2 separate regions of the Anser cygnoides genome follow, and region 2 is linked to region 1. Evidence: chromatin contacts called from public Hi-C data. All regions are on one chromosome and are shown on one strand. The core of a region is the stretch at or near the end of the contact, and the rest is flanking DNA. Distances in the headings are between cores, read along the strand shown. Region 1 has its middle 10 kb from the start of ATP13A3. Region 2 has its middle 11 kb from the start of HES1.

Region 1 (7,807 bases), core at 125-2,624:
AGGGAGGTCTGATACGAAACTGGCCAGAGGAACACTCAGAGACGGCCCAAATTAGCTGCGGAAATCATTGTGGGATATTTTGGGCAGTGAAACTCGGATGAGTGATGAGGGGAGCTCAAGGAGACAGGCCAGGGCTGCCACCTCTGCTCGGGAAGTCCCTAGGCTGTGGCCACCAGGACAGGAGGGCGGGTGGCAGGAGGTCACCGTGCTGCTGGCTCTGCTTTGTCCCCACAGGTCCTGCTCCAGCCACTGCCTGGCTCAGGCTCGCCAGGACGAGGTGGACCCCCCAACCTGCCTCATTGCCTGCTTTTGTGTCCCATTGTTATAAAACAACCTTCGGGTGGCCGTAGTGCCTGGCTGGGCAGGGACAGGTCACCTCTCATGGGTTGTCAGGGGGGCTGTGGGCCATGTCTGCAGGCAGCGCTGCCCTGCGGGACCTGCCAGTGCTCGGACAAGAAGTGGTTCTTCTTCATGCACAGCCCATGTCCTGAACTGCTTCCTACTGAGCTGGGTGCTGGCCGGGAGAGTCCCTGCCCAGAGAGCTTGGAATGGAGGTGGGGGCACCGCAGGGGGCACAACAGGCCAGTACCATGGGTAGCGAGCAGAACACAGTGGGATTATGGCCATCACCAGGTGTTCTGCAGGCAGAGTGATGAAGATGAGCCACACGGAGGGATTTCGGCTGTGCTTTCAGTACAGGGAGGTTCATGGGGAGATGATGGCTGGGTGGCTGTGATGCTTGCAGCACCTGGCATTTTGCCCCTTCATCCTTCCTTGGGACCCAGAACCCAGCAGCAGAGCAGAAAAGGGCACAGAGCACACAACAGCAGGTAGGTATTGCATGGCAGTGCAATGTGGCTGGTTTGCTGTCACCTGTGACCCTTTCTACATGCTCCCTTGTAGCCCCCTGTGGCTGCTTTTCCCTCCAGACCCACTTCTGCTGGGGTACTTGAGGGGTTCTGGCAGCACCAGCACCTCTGATGGGGATGAGCCCCAGCAGCTACGGTCACTCAGGAGGGAGAGGCGCTCTCCCTGCCTGCTGAGCCTGTGCTGGCTCCAGCCCACCGCCAGCACTGCTGCCAGGCCAGCCCCGCAGCAGCCACAGTTACACGAGTGGCTGAAGGACGTATTTGTTTGCATACACTCAGCCTGGCCCATGTGCTGTTAGCGCTATGGGGCAGGTGGACATCCCATGTGGGACATCACTGGGGGCTTGTGAGAGCTGTCCGGGTGGCGTGTGTCAAGCACAGCCATCACAGCTGCCTTTCAGGTCTTCTGCCTCTGTCTGGATCTGCTTGAGAGGCTCTTTGGTCCCTCCTGGTTACTCCTTGCAGCAGCAGTGCTGGCGGTGGAGAGGCACCAGGAGCAGCCCCTGTTCCCTGCAGGGATGGTCTGTGATGGGCCCACGGGCTGCTCTCAGGCTGCCTGGGGCTGGGACCAGCACCCATCTGGGCCCAGCGGGTGCTTTGGGGCCTGGGCACTCCATGGGGCCAGGCAGAACATCCCAGGACAGCGGCTGGGTCCCCTGGGCCACTGCGGAGGAGAAGCCAAGTGCCTTTGGTGTGCTCCGGGGCTGCCCCGTGCCGATCTGCAGCGTTGTTGGGCAGGATCTGAGCAGCCATTGTGCAGGGCTAAACAAGCCCTTCCTATCGTGTCAAAGGCTCGCGGGGTGGCTCTGCTTCCAGCTGCCGGCCAGCGCGGCCCTGCCAGAGCCCGCCGATAACAATCTCCTCTTGCAACAGGGGTCAAGTCCTCGCTCCGTCGGGTGATGTCACCTTATCAGCACTCAAGGCTGGCGATAAAGGGATCAATGCAACCTCAGCCGCCTCCCCGCCACAGTGCCGGGCTGCAGACACAATGTGCGGGGCCCCGCGTGCTCCTTCCCCAGCAGGAGGGTCGTGCGGTACGGCCCCGCGCAGCGCCGGGGCTGGGAACAATAGTGGCCGTGGTGGGCGATTCCTGAAAATCATGTGCTCACCCCAGCCACGGCAGAGGCAATTTGTCAAAGTCCTATTTTCCTCTCCCTGATAAGATAGGGCTCATGGAGTACAATAATGCCTTCCTGAGATACAATTGTGGCTCTTCTACCCGGCACATGCAGAGGGGAGGCTAATTTTGGCTTCACTGGGCTAGCAGAGGGTGAGGGGGGCTCTGCATGGGGGCCAGGATGGCCCTGGCCTGGGGATAGCAGGGTCATGCTGCCAGCCACACCGCTGAGGGTGACCCATGTTGGTCCTAGGCAAGCTCTGCCCCTGTGGCTTTGTGAGCGCTTTGCTCCTGCCCTGCATCATTTCCTCACCTGCCAAGGCTCAGTCACACTGTCCCCACTGAGCACAGTACTGGGGACACAGTGCCTGTGCAGGGACACCGATGTCCCCAGCTGGTCCTCCCGAAAGGCATCACAGCCACAGGAGAGACAGCATGAGCGGCTTCATGGTCATGCAGCAGGTGCGTGCTGCACGGGGATGCGGTCCTGCCTGCCCCACATAGGTGCCTGGTGCCTGCAACCATGCCCTCACCCCCGCTGTCCTAGCCACATACTGCAAGCAGGTCCCTCCGCAGGCAATCTCAAAGAAAATGCAATAAATGGCACCACTGGCAAAATCAGGCCTTACAAAATCCCAGCCTGCTGGGGAACTGGGCCTTTTAAATAATAACAGGGAGGGTGCTGCAAGGAACTGGAGTGGGATATTTATGGGTGTTGGTTCTGCCCTGCTCCCGGAGGGAGCACCCAGAACCCATGCACCCAGCGGCACATCCCTCTGGCAGAGCTGACGTTTCCATTTTGGGGTATTGCTTGGGATGCATTTTCTGCACAGCTTGAAATCTGAGCATAATACTATCTTCATGAACCATATTCACTAGTCTGATAATGTGACCCGACAAAAGGTCAATGGAAAAGTTAATATAATTTATTGGCTGATTTAAAAAAATCTAATCATCTGTTTTTCCTTTTTCCTGCCCACCCCCCACCCGCACCCAGCGCCCTGCTGACATTTTCCAGCTATTCCCAAAACAATGGTGAGGGTGGGAATGCTCCAAGCAGGCACAGCTTTGGAGAAGGCTTTTCCTGAGGGGCTGCTGCTGCATCTTTCTGCTCCTGCTCTGGGAGGAGTGCAGGGGATGCTCTGGGGAAGCGAGGCGCAGATGAGGACACTGGCACGGACAGGTCCAGGGCTACACCAGGGTGCCAACAACGTCCTTGCCACAGGCACGGCCCACTGGGTGAGGTCTCCATCGGCACCTGGCACGCTGCTTCTCAGGGGGAGGAGGACCCAGTGTGGCACGTAGGTGGGTCTGCACCTTTGCATGTGTGTGAGCAGTGGGAAGCGCTGTCACGCAATTGCACATTCCTCCCTTTGAGTTTCCCAGCCACCATGAGCATGCTTCCACTCGCTCACCCAGCGCAGGGGGTTGAAAGCCACAGGGAGCAGCTGTTTCACCCCTTTGCTATTCACAGCCACTTGTCTCCTCCTGCCCTGGAGCCTGCGCTGTCTGCAGAGCCCTCGGAGGTGTCTGGAGCAATCCAGCAGCCAGGTGGCTGTTGGGGCATGACCTGTCCTGAGGAGGCAGGTGAGCTTGCTTCATTAGGGTGGAGCTGCAAAAGTAATTAGTCATTTCTTATGCTAATACCTTACAGATTCAAGAGAAAGGACCCCAGAGGGCAAAGGATGGTGGAAAGGATCCAGCAGCTTCTTGTTCAGCGTGATGAGCAGCTGCTTGGAAGTGGAGGCTCTGGAGCTGCTGCCCTGCTGAGCCCTGGGAGGGAGAGCACCTGAGAGGCCCTCTTCTGGTGTGGGAGGAGAGTCCAGAGCACTTCTGTCGGGCTGCTGGGCGCTGTCCTGGGGTGGGGATGGGAATCCCTAACTCCTGACAGCAAGCGACTACCCTTGCTGGCTTCTCTGCAGCCCCCAGGCCTGGCTGTTACTGAGGAAAGCCTGGAGTAATGCAGTGAGCCTGAGCAGGGTGGCTTGGAGAGCAGGGGGCGAGGAGTGGGCAGGTAACTTTTATTGTACAATTTCAGAAAGGCACAGTGATCCTCAGACATGATCTGTTTTCTGCGAGGCTGGTTCGTGCGTGTCAGTGTGTGGGGCTGACTGCAGCCCCAGGCTCCCCCAATGCAGCTCTGCTTCAGTCAGAGCAGCCGTGACAATCCGATCGCCTCCTTGCTGCGCCAAGCTTCTCAGCCCTCTCCCTGCCCTGTCTTTAACGGAGCTTAATTTAAGGTTGGATGGAGAATTTAGTCTGCATAAAGCCACAAAAAATGTTAGCAGTTTGTGTCCATTTGTAATTTCAGCTTAATTACTGCCAGTGAGAGAACATTGCCTTCTTGCCAGAGGCTTGCTTTCATCCTTACTTAGACACCGTGTATTTACTGTCTGGCAAAACTGTGGAAACATCACGAGTGTCCTAGAGCTGAGAATACCTCGCCCTGCAGCTGAGAGGCTGCCGGCTTGGTGCGTGGTTACGTGCCTCCAATCTTCCTTCTGCCTCATGACTTCAGAATCTCTTCAGAAATTTTTGGGGGAATGCAGGCACAATTAAACCAGTCTGTCTGTCTGGCATGGCTCAAGAGAGTAGCTTGGTGCTGGAGACATGGCTTCGGCCTGTGCCTAATGAACTGCAGCATGCCCTCCTTGGGCCAGGGCCCAAGCCCTGCGGTGTCTCTGGCCCAGTTTTTGGGCCCACAGATTTCCCTTTGACAGTTTGGCTTGCCCACAGAGCTGCTGGTGGTGGGGAGAGCTCGTCCCCATGTGTCACAGCTCCATGGGCACCCATGGCAAGGACACAGCATTGGTGTGTCCTATGCGGGCACGGGCAGTGGTGAGGGGGCGAAGGTGTCTGTCTCTGAAGTGGGGTGAGCAGGGACAGTGGTGGAAACAGCACACCTGATAATGGGTCTGATTATGGTTAATAGGTCTGATTACAGATGCCCCTTGGAGCACCTCAGCAAGCCGATATCCGTGCCTTCACCAGCAAGCAGTGCGGCCCAGCAGGACCAGGCCTGTAGCGCAGAGGAGGGGCCGCAGGTATGTTCCAGAGGGTTTTCATCTTGGACAGGCCCTAGCCTGGCTCTGGAGGCTGAGCTGCTTTAGCACTTGCACCACATCAGGCAGGATCCCGGAGAGCAGCTGCAGGCTTAGCTCACCCAAAGGGAACCTGGTTCTTTTGCTCCACGGCTACTTTGATGTGAAGCAAAGCACGGAGCTAATCGGGCTGATCACACAACTTGCTTCAAAGACGTGCGCCTGGTCCAAACCAGCACACTAGTGCACACGGACCCCTCAGGCCTTCGTGGTCTCAGACTGGCTAAAAGAAAATCCTCTGTCAGTGGCATTGAAGTGAGGTGGGGCCTGGAAAATGTTCCACCTACAAGGGAAATCAGGAAATCCATGCATCTGCAGTAATTTGACATAACCAAGAGGCAGAGAAATCCCCCCAGGAACTGGCGGGATGGGAGCACTTTGGCAGTGATCGGCTTTCCTCTAGCCTGCTTCCTACCCTCTGCTCCTTCCAGCTTTGGGGCTGCACAGGAGAACGTAGGAGCGATGGTAAGAAAGTGAGGACTCTGCTTCTGTTGGTGCAAGGTCAGCTCTGTGCAGCAAGTGTCGCAAGGAGCAGAGTGGGGGCTTGGATGGGAAGAAACCCTCTGCTGCAGTGAGGTCATGGGCAGCCTCCAGGCTGGAGGTGACACTTGTACGGCTGCGTTTCTCCTTGGGGCTGCGGGTCCCCGCAGGAGACCTGGGCCAGCAGCAGGACCTGTGACAGCCCCGGGCCCTGAAGGGCCCTGAAGTGCCACTTTGCACAAATGCACAAAGGAGGGCTGCAGTGCTGTGAAGTCCCGTCCAGAAGAGGCTTCAGGAGGGAGTAGTAGAAGTTGACAGTATGGTGTAGGAATGCTATCATAACAACAGCGAGTTGTGTGTACAGTGAGGGTGCTGTTTCAGGTTATATTTATATGCTAATTTTGCCAGGATTATGAAACTGGGTGCTATTGCTCATGGATAGTGTGGCAATCATTTCTCTTGGACCACACTGTTAAAATCACATTCTGTGTCCAGCCACAGCAGCGGTCACGAGATGTCTCTTAATTTGCCAGAAGAGGGATATTCTTGGTTTAAGCTCTGTGTTAAAACTCTGGATAAGCCATGGATACCAAACATTCCTTGCTCTGCCCCCATTACAATTGCTGTTAGCATAGCACTAGAAGGGGGGTTTGTGCTTGATTCCCTGATGGGCAGGAATGGGAGCTGTCCTCTCGCCCTCAATTTCAGCTCACTCCATCTCCTCAGCACGTGCCTGCCCCTGTCTCGTGTCTTCTCTGAGCAACCTCCCATCAGAGGTGGGTGGGTGTGCGGGGACCTTCAGCCTGACTCAGGGCAGCAGCAAGGGCTTCTGCTTCTCCACGGCTGATGTCAAAGAACAGACGATGAAAGCAAGCGGTGCATGCACTGTCAGTTATCTCCTCAAAACAGTCATCAAATTCAGTTTTTTTTTTCTTTTTTTTTTTTTTCAGTTCAATAGGGGAATTTTGCTATGACAAATATGTCTCGGAAACTGGGAATGCAAACAGCACTAGTTCAAAGACATTTTTCCAGTGCTGCAAACCTAAAGCTGCTCATCACAGCATAGCTCTCGCTGGGCTGAGTGGTAACAAGGATTGCATTCTTGCTTCATACTAAGGGTATGAAAGCAAGGCACTAATTTGCAGATCTTGAAGAATGCGTTAGTGGTATTTCAGTAATCTAATGCTCTGTAGCCTGTGAAGGCTGCACAGTAACTGAAAGGAAATATATCTTTGTTTTTATTCACTTGGCTTTATTCCTAATTCACTCTTTGATGCCATCAGCCTGGGATAATACATTTTCAGAGATATGCTTGAAATTAAGTCCTTCAAACATACTTTGAGGGAGAAATGTACAATGATAGAGGTATTAAACGCTCCGTTTTCAAGCAATTCTAATATGAAATCAAAACATCGTGCTGCTAGATAGTGAGGTCCATTAGCGGTGTGTGTGCATTCTTCAGCTCAAAAGCATATCTGCTTTTCCAGTTGTGAAAGCTGCCCGAGAGCTTGAATTTTTCCTCTGTGCCGGGTGGGCAGAGGCAGGTTAATTTCGCAGTCGCTTTGCTTACAGCCAAATAATAAGTGCAGGAGCACTTGCCCTTTGCTAAATGTACCCTCTTAGATAAAAGCGATGGTTTCTCAAGAGTCTTGCCTTTGAGGTTGGCCTACATTTTACCTATTTACTTGTTTGCTTTGGTATGTCTGTGCTGGCTTGGGTTTCCCTGTCGTGGGTGGAGTTTCCCTGCATTTACTGGAATACTTCTTAGCGAAGTCAGTAGCTGTAGCAGGACCTGCCAGGTCCCCTGGGCAATTTTTCCACGTGGCTGGGATACCTGCTACCAAACTGAACCCTCCTTCGCAGGAGAAAATGCTGCAGCCTCTGCTTTGCTGCTGCCCCCACCAGAGCTGCCATGGTACCCAAAGATTTCTGCCTAGCCTGGATCTGGACGGGACAAGCCCTGTGCAAACCCTCGGGACAGCGGCGTCCTCACTGGAGACACCTGGGTGTGCTCAGCACGGCAGACTACAGGACAGCTCGGTGCAGTCGTGGAAGCAGGAGAGGCGCTCACCAACCCCTTTCCTTGAGCTACAGTGCAGGTCAGGGAAAGTCTGATGTCCTGCTAGCTGAAAAGACTTCTGCATTAAAGACAGACAGAAAAAAACAGGGACAAGTACCAAGAAAGCCAGTGACGTGCCCAGTAGCTGCAGAGAGGTTCATTTAAGGCTGTGGCAGGAACC
Region 2 (7,351 bases), core at 70-2,569, 110 kb after region 1:
GCGTGCCTGCACTCCATGCACCATGCCGAGTGCCTGCTGGGGGGGGGCTGAACTGGTGTGCCCCGCGTGTCCCAGTGTGTCCCGGTGTGTCCCGGTGTGTCCCGACTCGTCAGGGTGCATGGGCACCGTGGGGACACGGCATTGTCTGGCATGGCGTTGTGATCACGCAGCGCGGCTAACGTGATTTACATCCCATATTCGACCTCTGGTGACTTCAAAGCTCTGGCGAGCAGGGGATTAAGCAGAGGGGCTGGGGCTGGGGGGCCAGGGGGGCCGCTCACCTTTGAGTTCCCCGCGTCCCCTCCCCACCGCGCCCGGGACAATCACCTCCCTTTGTGCTCCCGGGGAAAGCCGGGGTGCAAACACAGGGACCTTGTCAATATTGGTTTTTGAGAAGACTTTTTTCTATTCTCCCACGTCTGGAGTTTTTGTACCAAATCCCCCTTGGGCTGCCCAGCCTTCCCCTGGGAAATCGGGATCCCAGGGGTCCCCGCTAACACCAGCCATTGATTGAAATTTCACACCCACCTGTTTGCACACAAGATTTAATTTGGCTGATTCTTCATGCCCTTTTCCTGCTTAATCATCAACCTATTGACCTTAATATTAAAAGGGGCTAAGGACAAGGGAGAGAGAGAGAGAGAGACTGTGCTTCTGCAAGGGAACAAAAGCTTCCGGAGGCTAAATCAGCCCTAAGCCCTCTCGGTGTGCAGGAGGAGCCGGACACGGGGTGCACCGCATGAGGCCCCGCTGCGGCGCTCCTCTTCCTCACCGCCCACGAGCTTGGGCTGGGATGGAGCTGGCAGCAAATCTGCACATCCTCGGCTGGGTGTGAGGCTGCCAGTGGGGAAGGGCTGACCCGGCCGTGGGGCTTAGTCCTGAGACAGCATCCCCGGGGGCCCAGCCGCTCTCATGCTCCGCTCTGCCTCTGGTCCTGGAACCCCCTGGGTGGGGAAAGGGAGGTGGGAGCAGGAGGGAAGGCTCCAGGGGAGAGAAGTCAGCTTTTAATCAGCCCCGGGGGAGAGAAGATGGCTTTTAATCAGCCCTGGGGATGGGAGGGTGGAAGGGTGGGACCCTCCATCCCTGCTGCTTTGCTTGCTGGATGTACAGAACCCCCTCAGGCAGCGCGCTGTGGGTAGAGCTTCAGGAGGTCTCCGCACTTGCAGCTGTAATTTGCCTGCTGGAAAAAAAAAAAAAAAAAAAAAGTTTTTTTTTTTCCCTGCCTGTCTTAACCGAGGTGAAACCCGAGCCGTGTGGGAGCCTGCAAGCGTGCGTGGCCATGCACACACGTGTGCGGCGAGCAGCCCGCTTCCTGCGCCCTGGCCGTGCTGTGCCGCAGCGGCACGCCTGTGCGTGCGCATGTGTGCTCCCCCCCGGCGGGACTGTTTTGGTCTGCAGAGTGCGGTTGTGTTTATTTAATATCTGACGTCCCTTCTGTCTTCAGCGCTGACATTAATTGCCAGACAATGAGCAATGGAGCCCAGATGTTCCCCGGCGGTGGCCTCCCTCCCCTCGCCAGCGCTGCGCGGGTGATAAAAAGCCAAGGGGGAGCCGTGTTTTGGAGGCTGCTGCTGCAGCGCTGCTGGTGAGAGTGAACCGGGGGCTCTGGCACGCAGGGAGGTGGCTCGGCCCCCACAGCTGGGGCTGCCCAGGCAGCCGAGGCTCCCTCGGAGCCCCCCCCCCGTGCTGCAGCCCGGGGCCGTGCATGGGCATCAGGGCCCGGGGCTGTGCCAAGTGCTGGCGCTGTGGCTCAGGCTCGCCACCGAGCTCATTATTTTCTTGCCCGGGGGGTGAGCCCCAGCAGAGGAGAGGCAGGCTGCCAGCTCCTCCCCAGCGCCCACCTGCCCTGGCTGGGGCAGAAGGCTGGGGCCGGCCGCTGGGTGGCTAGCACGCTCCCCGGGGAGCACGACGAGCCTCGCTTGCCAGCGAGAGATTAGCACGGCTGTCTGTCATTTCATAAATATCCCTCCTCACGAAACACAAGGTCGTTTTACAGCAGACATGGCCTTATCAGAGAGCCGCAGTGCTGCTGGGGCCCCCGGCATCCAGCCGTGGCCGAGCGCCGTGCCGTGGTTGTGCACATGTGGGGGGCTCTGGCTGCACCCAGGGTGTGCCTTTTGGGCACGGGACTGGGGGCTGGATTGGTGAAAAACTATGGGTTTGTGAGGGCCGGGGTGGGCAGGGGAAGGCAGTGTCCCCTCCCTGTCCCCCGCTGTCCGTTTGACATGCCACACAGGAAGGTGGTGCTGCGGTTTGTGGGGAGGCAGCCCAATTTCCTGCTCTGCCACGGGCTTAATATGCACCCAGCGCTAATCATTAGCTGTTATTATTTAATTGGGAATGAATTATTAGAAAAAATGGAACTGGAGAGGGGATAGAGTTGTTCTGAGAGATAGTGCCTGTCGTGGTGGCATCACTTCCTATGGGAACGTGCGTGACCGGGAGCACAACCAGCAAACCAGCCTGACCAGCAAATAACCCCTCGCAAGGTTTCCATATTGCCTTTTTAAACAGGAAGGGAACACGATACAAACGCTATGCGAATTATGATCTGAAAAGTTTTCCTGGCAGGTTGTCACATGAGTTGTTAGCGTCAGTCCTTGACAAGAACACTCAAAGCCTTTCTGTACGGCGGCTTTAATCCCCTCACCCCCCGGCAGGGCTGCCTGCTGGAGCTCTGCTCCCCCTCTTTGGAGTCAGCCCTTTCCTCAGGTACCTCCCAGGCGGGATTTCACACCAGCACCTGCAATTTCAAGCACATCTCGAGGGGGGTTCATCAGCAGGGAGCTGTGCCACCCGCTGTGGCGCTCCCCGTCCCGTGCACCCCCCGGCCCAGCACCACCAGGACATCCCCACCGAGCACGGGGGTCCCCACCCGTGCCCCCCTCCTCCTAAGCTGCCGAGGGTTTCGCCGGAGCCCAGCTGCGCTCTGGCCGGGGAACATCCGCTGTGGAAACCTGGGAGGAGCTGACAATCCCCAAAGATTGGCTGCACACACGGCCAAGCAAGCGCTGCTGGCTCCCGGCCTAATTCGTTGCAAATGTGCCTCAATGTGGTTCCAATCTGGAGCTGCCGCCCCCCCCACTCCCCACGCCACCCCCCCGGGCTCAGCGGGGGCCGGGGAAGCGTCTGAGGGGGGCAGAGCCGGGAGCGACCCCGCTGCTGCCACGGGCACGGAGCGTGGCCTGCGGGGCCCTGCACACCGCCGTCCATCGCGCCCCGGTTTCCATCTGGGTGATTTGTGGGGCGAGCAGCGGGCGGGTGGCCAGGAGCTGCCAGCATCCTTATTTAGTCCTCACGGGGCCTCCCCGGCTGTGAGCGGGATCGGGGCCGCCCGCTCCCCGGCCCCTGGTGGGCACGCACCCGCTCAGCGCCCTCCTGATGCTGCCTGGGGCAGGGCAGCGTGTGGCCCCGTGCACGGCCCTGCTGCACAATGCCCCCACGTGCCCCCCACGGCCTCCCTCAGAGCCGTCCCCCTGTGCCCACCCTGCCCCTGAGCTCCCTTGCCTGTAGGGACAGGGCTCAGCACCCCAAAACCGAGCTCGGGACTAGCGACCTCCCTGCCGAAACCCCGGTGAGCCGTGCCAAAGCCTTTCCAGGCAGCTCTCCCCTCGTCCCATGTACACAGCTGGATTTAATGACTCAGAGTCATAAATGATAACACAAACAGCACATACGAATTTCAGGTCCTCCATCCGAGGGCCTCCACGACTTTCAGGGTTCTTACACGAGTCCTGTGATGCCCCTTTTGGTGCAGCCAAGCAATGTTAAGCTCGGTTGTAAAATTAACCCAGACTCAACCCTGTTGGGGCATTTGGAAGGAGGATGATTCAAAGGTTCAAAATAATCGATGAAAATTGCCCCATTAAGCAACCTCGTGGCCCCTCTCCTGTGTTTATAGCTGGATTAAAACTGCCTGGTGCAGAGTTAACTCCCGGAGCATTGAAATGAAGTGGCACAGACCGAGCACGGCTCTTCTTGGGTTTCAGGAGAGCCAGCAGCTAGCAGCACCTGCAATAACAGCGCCGCTGTCACCGGCTGACGGCAGGAAGGGAAACGAGCAGCAAAGGAGCTGGAGCAGCAGAGCTCACACCGGTGCTTCTGGGAGATGGGCACAAAACCAGTCTCCCACCAAAAAAAGCCAAGTGACCCCGTTGGGTGCCCCAGGGCTGCTGCTGGCCCCGCGGGAGCTGCGATGGGGCAGCTTTGGCCCCGCAGCAGGGGACGTGCCGCCGGGGCTCGAGCACACAGCCCTGGCCGTGCCGGCGCGTGCAGCCCGGTGCCGGGAGCAGCGAGGCACCGCGCTTGGCCTTTTAAGATCAGAAAGGTTTTTGAACTGACGTTAGCTCTGGTGCGCGGAGGAAAGCATACAGAAGGGTAATTAAAGTGTAAGAGCGAGGCTGGGTTTGCCTTTAATGGCTTGCAGCTGCAAATATTTTTCTGTCTTCTCTAGCCTGCTTGTAAGCTGTCTGGCTGTATTTCTCATCCCGGCCAATTAGATTCCCATGTGTGCTGCAGGAGTGAAAATATAGAAAGTGAATAATCCTCCGGTGCTGCTCCTCGTGCGGAGCCCTTTGAACCTCTCGCTGCTGCGGCTCTGCTGCCCCCGAGCCCCGCCGGCTCCCCGGGCAGCCCCCACTCCCCTCTGCAGCACCGAGCCGAGCCTCCAGCAGGCCGTCCGGGCACCACCGCCGTTCATCTTCAAGCCTTTCTGATCAAAGCCGTTTTTTCCCCCTCCTTTTGCTGAGTTTTACAGCCATTTTCCCTTTTTTGAGGCTGGTTTTCTGCCAAAAGTTCCACTCTAAAATCAAAAGGGGTAGTCCATTAATACAAGGCAGCTGTATCGAGTTCACCATTGTGCCGGCTCTTCCAAGGTACCTCGGGTTTTTAATAAACTGCGGAGCGAGGGGAGTTGGTTGGCTCCGAGAAGAGGGAGGCAGAGGGGGAAGAGGCAGCCGAAAGCCGCTGTGCGGTACAGGGCAGCACGGGGCCGTGGGACCGGCGGCACGGGCAGGGAGATGCGGGGCAGGAGGCACCGGCAGCCCCCCGGCCCCCCTCCAGCTCCAGGATCAGGTATCGGTCAGCTCGCTTTGATCCCTGCCTGCTGATGAGGCTCTTGGCCAGGACCCATGCTGTGAAAACAGGCTCACCGCCCCGGCTGCCCTGCGTAGGGCTTTTGCCCCGGCATCTCGCTGCGGGACGGGACCAGCAATGGGGTCAGCAGTGCTGGGGGGAACCAGCTCCTGATCCCCAGCACAGGTCCAGCATGGTTGGTTAAGCTCCTCAACACTTTATCCATCTCAGCCCGTGTGCAGGGCTGCAGCCAGTGCACGGCAGGGCCATTTGTGAGCCACCCCATCCGGCTGGGAGCCATGCCGAGTGCCCCTGAGGTCCCCAGGGCACGTGGCCGAGCTGCTGGCTACAGGGACCTCAGGGGCACTCGGCATGGCTCCCAGCTGGATGGGGCAAATTCCCAGCTGGAATTTGCTCCAGCACCACTTGCTGCAAATCCTGGTGGCCCCTGTCCTCTGCTCCCCACCTCTGGCCACGCACGGAGCATCCTGAGAGCCAGGGGCAGGAAGGCGGGTTCCCGTGCTGGGATTTGGGATCCACGGGGCGGCGGCGCTGACCCCATAGTGGGCAGGCAGGGATGCCTTTGGGAGTCAAGGTGAGGACGGGCTGGGAGCAGATGGGACCTGCTCCGTTTGTGAAAGAGCGTTTCTGCTATTTATGCTAAGCGGTGGGAATGCTTCTCAAGCATTTTGGATGGCTCTCTAATGAGGCCGGCCTAAATATGCCAGCATTGTTTGTGCCGGACAATTAAAAACTCCCACTTGCCACATTAGCAGTGTCTCTGGTCGGGAAGGGCCCTGGAAGCAGCGCAGGACGAGTGGCGACCACAAAGCCCGCCCTTTGTTTTGCGCTCCTTTGAACCTCCTCAAAGACCCCGTTTCAAGGGGTGGCTTTTGTTTTCTTTTCAGCGGGACCAAACCCAGAGCTGCCTGTTGTTTGGCGACACAGAAATGTGACCTTAATTGACTCTGCTGCTGGGCACACTGTGTAAATCATTCCTGGCACCGAGGGAGCTGCCCCGTGTGCCCCAGCCCCACGGCAGCACCGTGTCCGGGGCTGCTGCCGGCAGGGCAGGCGTGGTAGCACAGGGTGGTGGCACGGGGTGGTGGCACGGGGTGGTGGCGCTGGGTGGTGGCGCTGGGTGGTGGCACATTGTGGTGGCACATTGTGGTGGCACGGTGCAGTGCATGCCCTGGTCCACAGAGGCAGCAGCAGAGGCTGTGATGCCCTACACAGACCCCAGGCTGAGCCTGCCACCGGGCTTTTGAAAGCTCTGGGGCCTTGGGACTAGGACTATGCTGAAAGAATTTGGGGTTTTTCATCTGACACACAGAGGAAAAACTGTTTGTGCGCCTCGAAACCCTTTAGCCTCCTTCCTCCGCCAGCTGTGCTGATAAGGCTCCTTACCTGCTGTCCCCGGGACTCACTGGGTTAACATCATCGCAAGATAAATTAAATGTGATGACAATGCAGCAAATCCTCCTGCAAATGCCTGCCTTGCACTTAGCCAGACGACTTATTGGTAGGGTACCAGGGGGCTGGACCATTAGCAGATATAATTTGCAGGCCCCCGAGGAGAGGTTAAGGGCTGGAGCAGCTCCCTGCCAGCCGCCTCCTTCTCCCCGTGCCGCCTGCCCCGGCCCTAATCAAGTTCTCCTCTCAGCCCGTGTCCCGCGGGCTCCTCGCTGCCTTCAATGAGGGGAAATTTGCAGACAAATTTCTGCCAGCAGGACGCTGGAGTTCTCCTGCGTGGCGGGATAAAGATCCCTGCAGCCTCCGTGCCTGCTGGGGAAGTGTGTCCAGGCGTGGGGGGACGAGGGGACAGGCGGTGGCCATCCAGAGCTGTGCCCTCAGGAGAGCTCTGAAGTACCTGCCCTGTTATTTCTGCCAAGGTACTTGTGCACCCAGGCCCTTGTGGCTGTAATCAAGCTGCCTCTTGATCTTCTTCCCGATAAGCAAGAGGCTGCTGTGTGCCTGCCTCCCCCCAGGGCAGTGCTGCAAGCCACGGGGGGACAGATGGGGGGACCGGGCTCCCCTGGGCACAGCGTCGATCCTCTGAGCCCACACCCAGCCTCAGGCACTCGGCGAGCCCCTGGGCAGGCAGATAGCTGGAGACATGCCACCTGGGTGGCCACAGCCCAGCAAGGAGGACATTTGGGTCCGTGGGTGTCACCTCCCTTGGGCCCAGGGCACGGCGTGAGCAGCAGGCACCGAGGAAGGTGGGAGCAGGGCTCGGTGCAGTGGGCACGGTCGCCTCGAGGAGCCTGCACGTTTCATG

Evidence for each region. Hi-C and Micro-C count contacts between places; a contact is called where the count stands out from the background.
Region 2: a Hi-C map of liver shows a contact between it and region 1, with 6 times the contacts expected there. The contact joins two enhancer-like sites. A contact is called at or near these places in 3 of 7 Hi-C or Micro-C datasets (granulosa cells and liver).

Annotation. Positions count from the first base shown.
Region 1 is chr9:14,170,012-14,177,818 of Taihu_goose_T2T_genome, forward strand. No RefSeq gene overlaps it. Among named protein-coding and RNA genes, the nearest start is that of ATP13A3, 10 kb to the right of the region's middle. Within about 2 kb of position 1,375, at least 1 of the 3 cell types and tissues checked has open chromatin away from gene starts, as enhancers often do. A contact at or near this core is called in liver, where this site is marked.
Region 2 is chr9:14,276,827-14,284,177 of Taihu_goose_T2T_genome, forward strand. No RefSeq gene overlaps it. Among named protein-coding and RNA genes, the nearest start is that of HES1, 11 kb to the right of the region's middle. Within about 2 kb of position 1,320, at least 2 of the 3 cell types and tissues checked have open chromatin away from gene starts, as enhancers often do. A contact at or near this core is called in liver, where this site is marked.